Linked DNA regions of Sus scrofa: regions 1 and 2 are each linked to region 3. Evidence: chromatin contacts called from public Hi-C and promoter capture Hi-C data. All regions are on one chromosome and are shown on one strand. The core of a region is the stretch at or near the end of the contact, and the rest is flanking DNA. Distances in the headings are between cores, read along the strand shown. Region 1 holds the start of OTUD7B (OTU domain-containing protein 7B). Region 2 holds the start of ANP32E (acidic leucine-rich nuclear phosphoprotein 32 family member E). Region 3 holds the start of ARNT (aryl hydrocarbon receptor nuclear translocator).

The links. Promoter capture Hi-C pulls out the DNA fragments that hold promoters and counts their contacts. Hi-C and Micro-C count contacts between places; a contact is called where the count stands out from the background.
Region 1: a Hi-C map of heart right ventricle shows a contact between it and region 3, with 4 times the contacts expected there. The contact joins the promoter of OTUD7B here to the promoter of ARNT in region 3. A contact is called at or near these places in 1 of 5 promoter capture datasets (fetal liver) and 1 of 47 Hi-C or Micro-C datasets (heart right ventricle).
Region 2: a promoter capture Hi-C map of fetal liver shows a contact between it and region 3, with 2.8 times the contacts expected there. The contact joins the promoter of ANP32E here to the promoter of ARNT in region 3. A contact is called at or near these places in 1 of 5 promoter capture datasets (fetal liver) and 1 of 47 Hi-C or Micro-C datasets (heart right ventricle).

What each region holds. Positions count from the first base shown.
Region 1 is chr4:99,053,170-99,055,869 of Sscrofa11.1, reverse strand. It overlaps OTUD7B (OTU domain-containing protein 7B), which reads right to left and starts at 1,444. Exons shown (of 12, transcript XM_001925669.7): 1 at 1,130-1,444.
Region 2 is chr4:98,847,519-98,850,467 of Sscrofa11.1, reverse strand. It overlaps ANP32E (acidic leucine-rich nuclear phosphoprotein 32 family member E), which reads right to left and starts at 1,354. Exons shown (of 7, transcript XM_021089919.1): 1 at 916-1,354. The coding sequence starts at 969.
Region 3 is chr4:98,332,134-98,334,963 of Sscrofa11.1, reverse strand. ARNT (aryl hydrocarbon receptor nuclear translocator) reads right to left here and starts at 1,505. Exons shown (of 22, transcript NM_001315687.1): 1 at 1,345-1,505. The coding sequence starts at 1,369.

The DNA of each region.
Region 1 (2,700 bases), core at 195-2,694, 720 kb before region 3:
CTTTCTCACTTTAGAAATAGGTTGAAAGACAAAGGGCGCCAGCGTCCTCCAAGATCTAAATACAAAGTATGAGAAGCCAAAGACTGAACAATTACCAGCTTCTATATTTTCTAAAAAGTATTTTATGCATATATGTACTAAAACGAAAAGTCCTGCTAATTTTTGTTTTTGCATTCATGAAAACTCCCTGAAGAGCTCGGGAGAATCTCAACATAAAATTTCACCAGTTTCTTTTAACTTAATTTTTATATCTGTACTCTGCCCAGAGAAGCAACCGAAGTTCTAGAGACAGACTACCAAGGCATAGACGGAAAGAGGGGGTTAGAAAAAAAGAGAGAGGGAAAGAAAGAGGGAAAGAGAGAGACTCAGAGCGCTGTTCCTTGTGAGCCGACAAGCTAAAAATACGCCGGCCCAGTAAACAAATCCCATTCCATCCCGACCAGAGCCACACCGTTAACCTAGTAATTATGAGAAGAGGAGTGAGATCACGCAGCCCCCGGCTTACTCATCATCAGCTTCTAAAGTTTCCATCGGGCTCACAGCAACTTTTCTTTTTTCTAAAGTTCATAAGCCTACCGTAGAATCAGTCATTCTCCCTCCCTCCCTCTCACACTCACACACACACACACACACACACACACACACACTTCTTTTTCGCTCCCTTCCTCCATTACTGGACGCACCTCAGTTTGGCTATCCTTAAGGGAGAACAAGCTTGTTTTCATTCTACTTTTATATTGAGACTTTAAAATGAACTTTATCCTACTATGAGAGTAGTAGCCTGCACTCCTAACCACCTTAAAAGTCCACCATCCCTCTCCGAAAGTCTAGCTGATAAGGGAGGACCGTCCGAACTGCCCAGCAGTTGAGGAAGGGAGGCCAAGAATGGGGAAGGAGGGCTGGATCGCGGGACGCAGGTGAAAGGGAGGAGTAACGAGGGAAAGGTTGGGACGAAGCAAGGCACAGTAAGGGCGAGGAGGGGGTGCCGAGAGGAGAAGGCTCTGGGTGAAATATAATCAGAAAGGAGAAGAGGGACCGTGGCGATCAGAGGGTCAGAGTTTGGGAGTCTGAAGAGGCGGGAGGGGCGGGGGCAGACGGGGGAGGGTGACAGGGAGGGGGGCTCCGTTACCCTCGCGACTCCCGGGGCAAGGCCCTAGGCCGGGGCGGAGCGCGGGGCCCGGCTGCCTCTCCTCATTCCACGGCAGTGACCCCGGGGTCCGGCCGGCCCCTCCCCCGACGACGATGGAGTCGGAGGCGGCGGCGGAGAATGCGACCGCGGTTGTTGCTCCGCACAGGATCAGGAGCTGGAGCCAGACGGGACTGATCCGGACTGGCCTCCCCCAGTGGCTTTTTGCCTGCTCCACACTCGGTCGCCACTCTGACTCCGGCGGCTGGTTCAGGATCGTTGGTTTTCGGCCGTCCGGCCGGAAACAAACGCCGGTTTCCGGCCGGAGCGGGTTGGTGGTGACACCCAAGCGGCCCCGGGCCTCCTGCGCCCCGCCTCGCCCCGCCCGGCCCCGCCCCTTGGGAGCCCCGCCCTTAGCGCCGCTCCCTCGGCCTAGGCCAGTTTGGCGCTTGCCCGGAGCGTGACCCCGTGTTTTCCTGGCGCGTGTTCCCAAAGCCCCTGGTCTGCAGAGTTCTTGAACCAGAGCTGGAGAGGTACAGGGTATACCCTCGAGACTTTGAGGTGGAGTCGTTTGGACACAGCCCTTTGGGAAGCAGAGAGAGGAGGGGTAGTTCTAGGAAGGTGAGAGGGATGAGAATACTTTAGAAAGAGAAGACTGAAATTCTAGTTACTCTACGCAATCACTCTGGACTGACCAGAGGGAAATGAACAACGCTTCTTCCAGACCCGTCTCCACCCAGTTATGCACGCTTCATCCACTCATGAACTGAACATACCTTTCCCTATAAACACTCAATATTTATTTACTTGCCTAACGAGGATACCCTATTGACATTTCTGCCTTAGACTCTTAGCCCAATCAAAACAAGTTATGTAGTGCTTTTTTTGGTAATGCCTTTTAACAGCCTTGCAGCATAGTTCAATTCTCAAATACTAATTGAGTCCCTACTATGTGCAAGGCACTGTGCTCATTGATATTGGGAACACAAAAATGATTGACAAAATCCCAGGCATCAAGGATCTTAACACTTTAGTAAAATGCATCAAACTATTACATAAGGCGGAACTCTTATCAGTGCTGTGTGGGTTATAAAGACCTATGACTGTGAGAACATAACCTTTGCCTGACACACAGCAAACCTCCCATATTTGTTGAATGAATAAAGATTTGAAGAATGTGGACAGTTTCAAGTAAGAAGAGCCATTTCGTTAATACCTCTTTATGACAAACACAAAATGGGACCAGTCCCTGCTATAATCTGACCAAATAAATCCAAAATTTTAATTCATATTCCTAACATTGTGACAACTGGCTTGCATGTTCAAAATGTTTATTATCTAAATTGTGCTCCTTAGGCCTATTTAAAAGCAAATATTATAGTCAACTTTTCTGTCCCCTCATTAGATTCTGAAGTCCTCAGTTTCTAAAGGGAAGCCGTTTAGAATTACCCAGCTCAAGATAGAAAATTGACATCTGAAACAGGAAACTTCCTAGACAGCTATGTCTCTTGGGAATATCCTGAGTTTAGAGGTAAGGATTTAGGGCTGGGCCTAGGGTCATACCAAGGCCCAGC
Region 2 (2,949 bases), core at 105-2,604, 520 kb before region 3:
AAAGTTGACCACGACCCCGCCTCACGTGGCCCCTCCCAACCCCGTCTCTTTAACTAAAGCGACAGCTGCAAGAGCGCATCATTTAGTTTCGCCGAACCCATCTTTAAAACACGAAACTCCTACGACCCATTTGTTGAGTTCTCTGAAACCGTCTCCAGGGATCAAAGTCGGAGTCGCCGCCAGCACGACACGACACGCCGAATTTCGTTACACCGCGGGGGGGAAGAAGAGGATAAAGCCTCGTGTCCCCTCCCCACCTCCAGTCACTACGACGAGTCCCAAAACTTGCCCGCGGCCGGAGAAACTGGCCGCTGACCCAGATTCCGCCTGGCGGCGGTCGGCGCGCGGTGCTTCCCGGGGGAGTGGGCGCCGCCGGCAGCCGGCAGTCTACGGACCCGGCGAGCGACCCCAGCCCCGCGTCCGGCGGGACGTCGGACGGCCAGGGGCCTCGAGGCCGGGGGCACCCCTCTCCAAAAAAAAAAAGAGTTGGAAGTACTGCAGAAAAGTTGAACTAACTTCTCAGACAACGATGGCTGCGACAGAAGCGAGTGGGACTGGGGGGTCGCGCCCACGCAGCCGGCCCCAAGAAGGAGGAACCCGGGGAGCGAAGAGGCGGAGCGGCCCCCAAGACTCCGCTTCCCGCCCCCACGAGGCCAAAACGCCGGACTCGAAGAGAGGAGAAAGGGGCTAAGCCCCCAAGCACGCACAAAAACGCCCCTAGAAACTTAAACCCTTCGCCATTTTAAGTAAAAGATTTTAATGATTTAAAAGTTAAAATCAAACCTTTCCCCCCAGCTCTAACCCAAGATGGGGGTTAATTCATTACTGCTCCCCACATACCCACCCGGACCCCCCGAAACCCCATCCTCCGAATACAGGGCTGGTGGGGAAGGGGAGGGGGCTGAGTCATCTCACCTCCTCCGGGGCTCTGTCCCTTAACTCCAGGTTAATCCTCTTCTTCATCTCCATGACCTACTCCTGCTTTTCTGCTATTACTCTCCTCCCTTACCCTTTCCTGCCTCTCACTACCCCCCAACCCTAAAATTTTAAAAGATTTCAAAATGAATGAAAATAAAAGCAAATTTAAACGCCCACCACCACCAGATAGGTGTGTGGGAGAAAAAAGAGAATAGCAAATGGAGTCCAAGGAGTTAGGACTCTTAACTCGGCTGCCCCCACCTCCTTGTCCACACACTCGCGCGCGCACTCACACGCGCACACACACATACACACACCCGCAGTTCCTTCCCCTTCAATGGCTGCTCGGAGACTGAGCCTCCATGACACGGCACCGCCAACCCCCTGGCCTATACTCCACCCACCTTCCGAATGTATTGGTTGATTCTTCAGCATCTCACTATGCCACTGGGCTACATAAATGTCTATCAGTCTTCAGGGCGGACCTGAACCAGAAACGCTGTGTCTATTGGCTACGACCAAGCGCGCAGTTAACTCCGATAGGCCCAGAAAGATGTTCATCCCGGGGAGATGATTTTGAATCCCAGTAGCCCCCCTCCTTTTCTTTGTGTGATTGGCGCGCTTTCCCTAGGCGATCGGACGGTTTTGAAGCCTGTTGGATTTCTTTTTGTTTTTGTTTTTGTTTTGTTTGTTCTTAGCGTTAAAGGAAGGAAGAAAGCATCCGTCTTACGTGCGGAAGTTGCAAGACATAATTCAGCACATGGCACCCACTGGCTCTTGGCGGTTTTAAAGCACACTCCTGTTTTGTAGCCAAGGTACACAGCAACGTGCACGTCACATAAAAAGCATGCCTTCGTGGCACTGTCCTGCTGAAGATAAGCTTCTGGTGCAGAACCAAAGCAGCGTAGAGATGGTCGTTTAACTTCCACCATGAAGGACTAAATGATTTTGAAAACAGTTGGGTGAATAAGTTAGGCACCTTTAAATAAATCTGCCCTGGAGGAATGGTTGCTGAGGTAATTGTTACTGTAATAAACACTAAGACCTTGGAGGGAAAACAATGCTGGCCCAATGAAAATCAGACATCAGTGTGCATAGAAATGGTGCAGCAATGCCTCTCCTTTCTAAAATCCCTCTGGTTGGTTTCCATGGAAATCTGTAGTTTAAATGTGCTTTTAAAAGTCTGTCAATGTAGAATATAAAACCGGGATAAGAGTGATTTTTTTTCTTTTCTTGAAAGTCTAGCTTTTCTTAGTTCTTGCTTACATTCTGTCTTTTCCATTCCCTTACACCTTTCTCAGGATAAATACCCAAAGGTATTCCAGAAGATTTGGGGAAGGAAGTGGGTGAATTATTATTCCTACCTTGCCCAGCGCTGAGTGTGTGCTATTTTCCCACTTTCTTATGTTAGAGACCTTAGGGTTTCTGAACACACTTCTAACCACTCCACTGTCACCCCTCCTCCCACACAGACACACAGCTCCTCAAAGGGGCTTACATTTAAAATGTAAATATTTTGTATTTGGCATGCTAAATACTTTAAAGGAAAACGAAATAGTGATTGCCTTTTCCTTGCCAAGTGTTTCCTTTGAATTCCCTGAAAAGGAAATTTTGTGAGGATGAAAACAAAGGGGGAAAGGGAGAGTTTTTGGTATAAAATGGGGTATTTTACTTTTGGTATAAGTGGGGGTGGGGGGAGAGTGAGTATTTGGAGTTGGTCTATTTTGTTTGTTTGCTTGCTTGAATACAGGCCAGAGGAAGCCAGGATGATATAAAACTGAACCAAAATGAACTGAGGAAAAGTTCAAGGAAGAGTCAAAAACGAAAAAACAAGAGAAGGAGAAAAGGGGCTACAAAGAAATCTGGAAGCATATTTTAGTACCAGTTTAGGAAGAAGTCCTATGTTCTGATCCCACTAGCCGCTCTGGAATGGAATCCCAAAGAGAGTTTGGGGAAAGAGATTCAGATCCGGGAGTCATCCACATAAGAGTGATAGTTGAAGGCAAGAAAATAAAATAAAATGTACACAGA
Region 3 (2,830 bases), core at 256-2,755:
TTTTACTCCAAGGTCAGGTTTGCCATAATCATCGCATCTTTTCAATTTTATTCCATCACTCAGCACTTTCTGCAATGGAATTTTAGCCATTAATTTTATCTCCTTTTCCTCTAAAAAATTAACAAGATTTAAAAATATGATATTGACCATGTGGACAAATGTTAACTTCCTTTTAAATAGCTTCTGTTCCCAGAAACATGGTAGGAAAGACAGTAAATTTCACAGTGATTCAACTGTAATAGCAAAACCTGGTATTGCAAAATAATACTCCCTTTCAGAGACACGGAAAAAAATTTAAATTTCAACAAGGGAATGGCAGTGAATCCCTCCCACTAAGGTACTTCCAAATTATTCATCCCCACCTCTGGCTTCTTTTTTAAGGCTATTAAAGACAGGGATTTCTGGAAAATGGCCAAGGTCAGCAAGGTAAACTGGGATCCCTAAAATGAAATACTTCCCAGGGAGAAATAACTGTAACATAGTGGAAAGAGGACTGGGACTAGGAATGTGAAGACCTGATCTGTCTAGACATGCTGCACTACACGCCACTCCATCTCTTAGACATGACTGACTAGATTTTTTCGAAATGTTCAAGCTCTCCTTTTAGAAGAGATATTCATTGAGATATAGCATAAATTGAACTTTTCTTAAAGAATGGGAACTGCTTCGACCCACATCTAACAAATTAAACTTGGGTCCTGGATGCTTGCTGTTGGCAAGATTCATCCTGAAACTCAAGCATTACACAAACCTCCGCCTTCAGACACTAGAGGCATCTTTAATACACAAATGTAAGTTTCAAAGGACAGCCCCCGGGGCGAGGGGTAGGGGCACAGCTTTTTTATTTTTCAAGAGAAATTGAGTATAATTCAAGGCTTTATAACCTAAACGTTTGGAAGCACACCTCAGCTAAACAACAACGTGGTCCAGTGCTTAAGAGTCCAAACCACTTTTAAAGTAAAAAGAGCCACTCTGCCCACAGTTACTCGGCATCAAGCAGGTCCACAGTGGGCAGAGGGTTGAAAGAGGACCACACCACACAGCAGAACGCCGCCACAAGAGTGGAGGCGGGCCAGCCCCGCGCCAAGAGCCGCTCCAACAGAACTCGGGGCAAGGATTCCCCAACTCTCACCCGCCTGCTCCCTCCCTCCACTTCGGGTCTCCCCAGTGCCCCAGGGTCGGGCCCCTCCCCCAGGTCACTCCCTTCCCCCACTGTCCCCTAACCGCCTACGCGCGTCCCAGCGCTCTCACCCCAACTACGGCCCCTCAGCCCTGGGTCTCCCCAGCTGCCAACCCCTTCAGCCCCTCCTTCTTTAGAGGCACACCAGTCCTCCGTCTCCTCACCGGGGTTAGCAGTAGTCGCCGCCATGGCCGCAGATGCCACCGCCGCTGTACCACCCCCCCAGTGGGAGGAGCCGCCGCCACCGAACCGGGGGGAGGGGGAGGGGAGAGCCACTCCCCAGACGCGGCGCCGTAATGCCGCCACCGCTACCGCGGAATCCAAGATGGCGGCTGCAGCAACCCCCACCGTCCCCAACCCCTACGGCGGAGAGACCCCGCCCAGGAGGCGTGGTCACCCCCAAGGCCCGCCTCCTCTGGAAAACTGGCCAATGGAAATGCCAAATCGACCGGAGGCGGGCTGGCCACTGAGCCGCCAGCGGGTCCGGAGGAGGAGAGAGGGCAAGGAAGAAGTCCAGCTGTCTCTTTAATCCCGCCTCTAGTGCGTTAGAGGTCAGAGATCCAGTGACGTCAGTGAAAAACAATTTTACTAAAAAGCTTCGCTGGGTGGTGGATTCGCCTGGCTGGCCACTCTGCAGACAATTTTTTTTGTAGATCTTCTTCAGGTGCTCATATGTTTAAACTTCACTTAGTGATTTGCAATCCTTCCTAGTTTTTTCCTATTTCAAGGACCTTTGTACCTGCTGAAAAAAGTTAGATAAGTGAGTTTTGAATGCTTTTTATGGAACTGGTGGTGTTCGAGTATCTGGGCGCTTGTGGTGTGGTAGGGGAGATATCGGCAGCCAAAACAAGAGGCAATGTATAAAGAAAATATTTTGATTAAGAGTGGGATAACTTCCTCTGATCAATGAAAGGGACATGGTGACGGGTTTTTAGCAGAGAACTGATAAGATGAATATTGCACAAATTTATTTTCAAAAAATAGGAAGCATTGAGCACTTCGGGCCAGACACTGTCCAAACCGTTTTATAGTATTTCATTTAATCCTCATAACAACATTGTGAGGTAGATTCTGTTATTTTTTCCGTTTTGCAGATAAGGAAACAGAAGCAAAGAGGTTAAACTATGGACACCCAGCTGGTAAGTAGCGGTGGAGGCAAACTGAAGAAGTCTGACTCTGGGAATATTTTCCCTTCATCCCCTTTGTGTAGCACTGCAACATACTGCCGTTTCACATATCTTTCACAAATTGTCTATTAGAAATTTAATTCTAATTTTAACAGAAATCCCATTACACTCTTGAGCATCTTTGAATTCTTGTATGTATCCTACAAAGATTACATAGATCCACTTTTCTCAGTTAACAGTATAGTTTAACTCAGCCAAGGTATTTTAACATATTTTGAATATTATTGTTACATTTGTTAAAATTAAAATTTTCTTTGCTATCAGTTTGTTGTGTTGTATTTCCAGTTCACCAAAAAGAGAAAAATCACTCACTCAAAAGAAATGCATTGATGAAAAAAGTACCTTGAAGTGTAACCAGTAGCAGTGAAAATTTACAAGGAGATAGAGCTTAATTCTCCTCCTTTTTTTTTTTTTTTTTTTGTCTTTTTGGGGCCACACCCTTGGCATATGTAAGTTCCCAGGC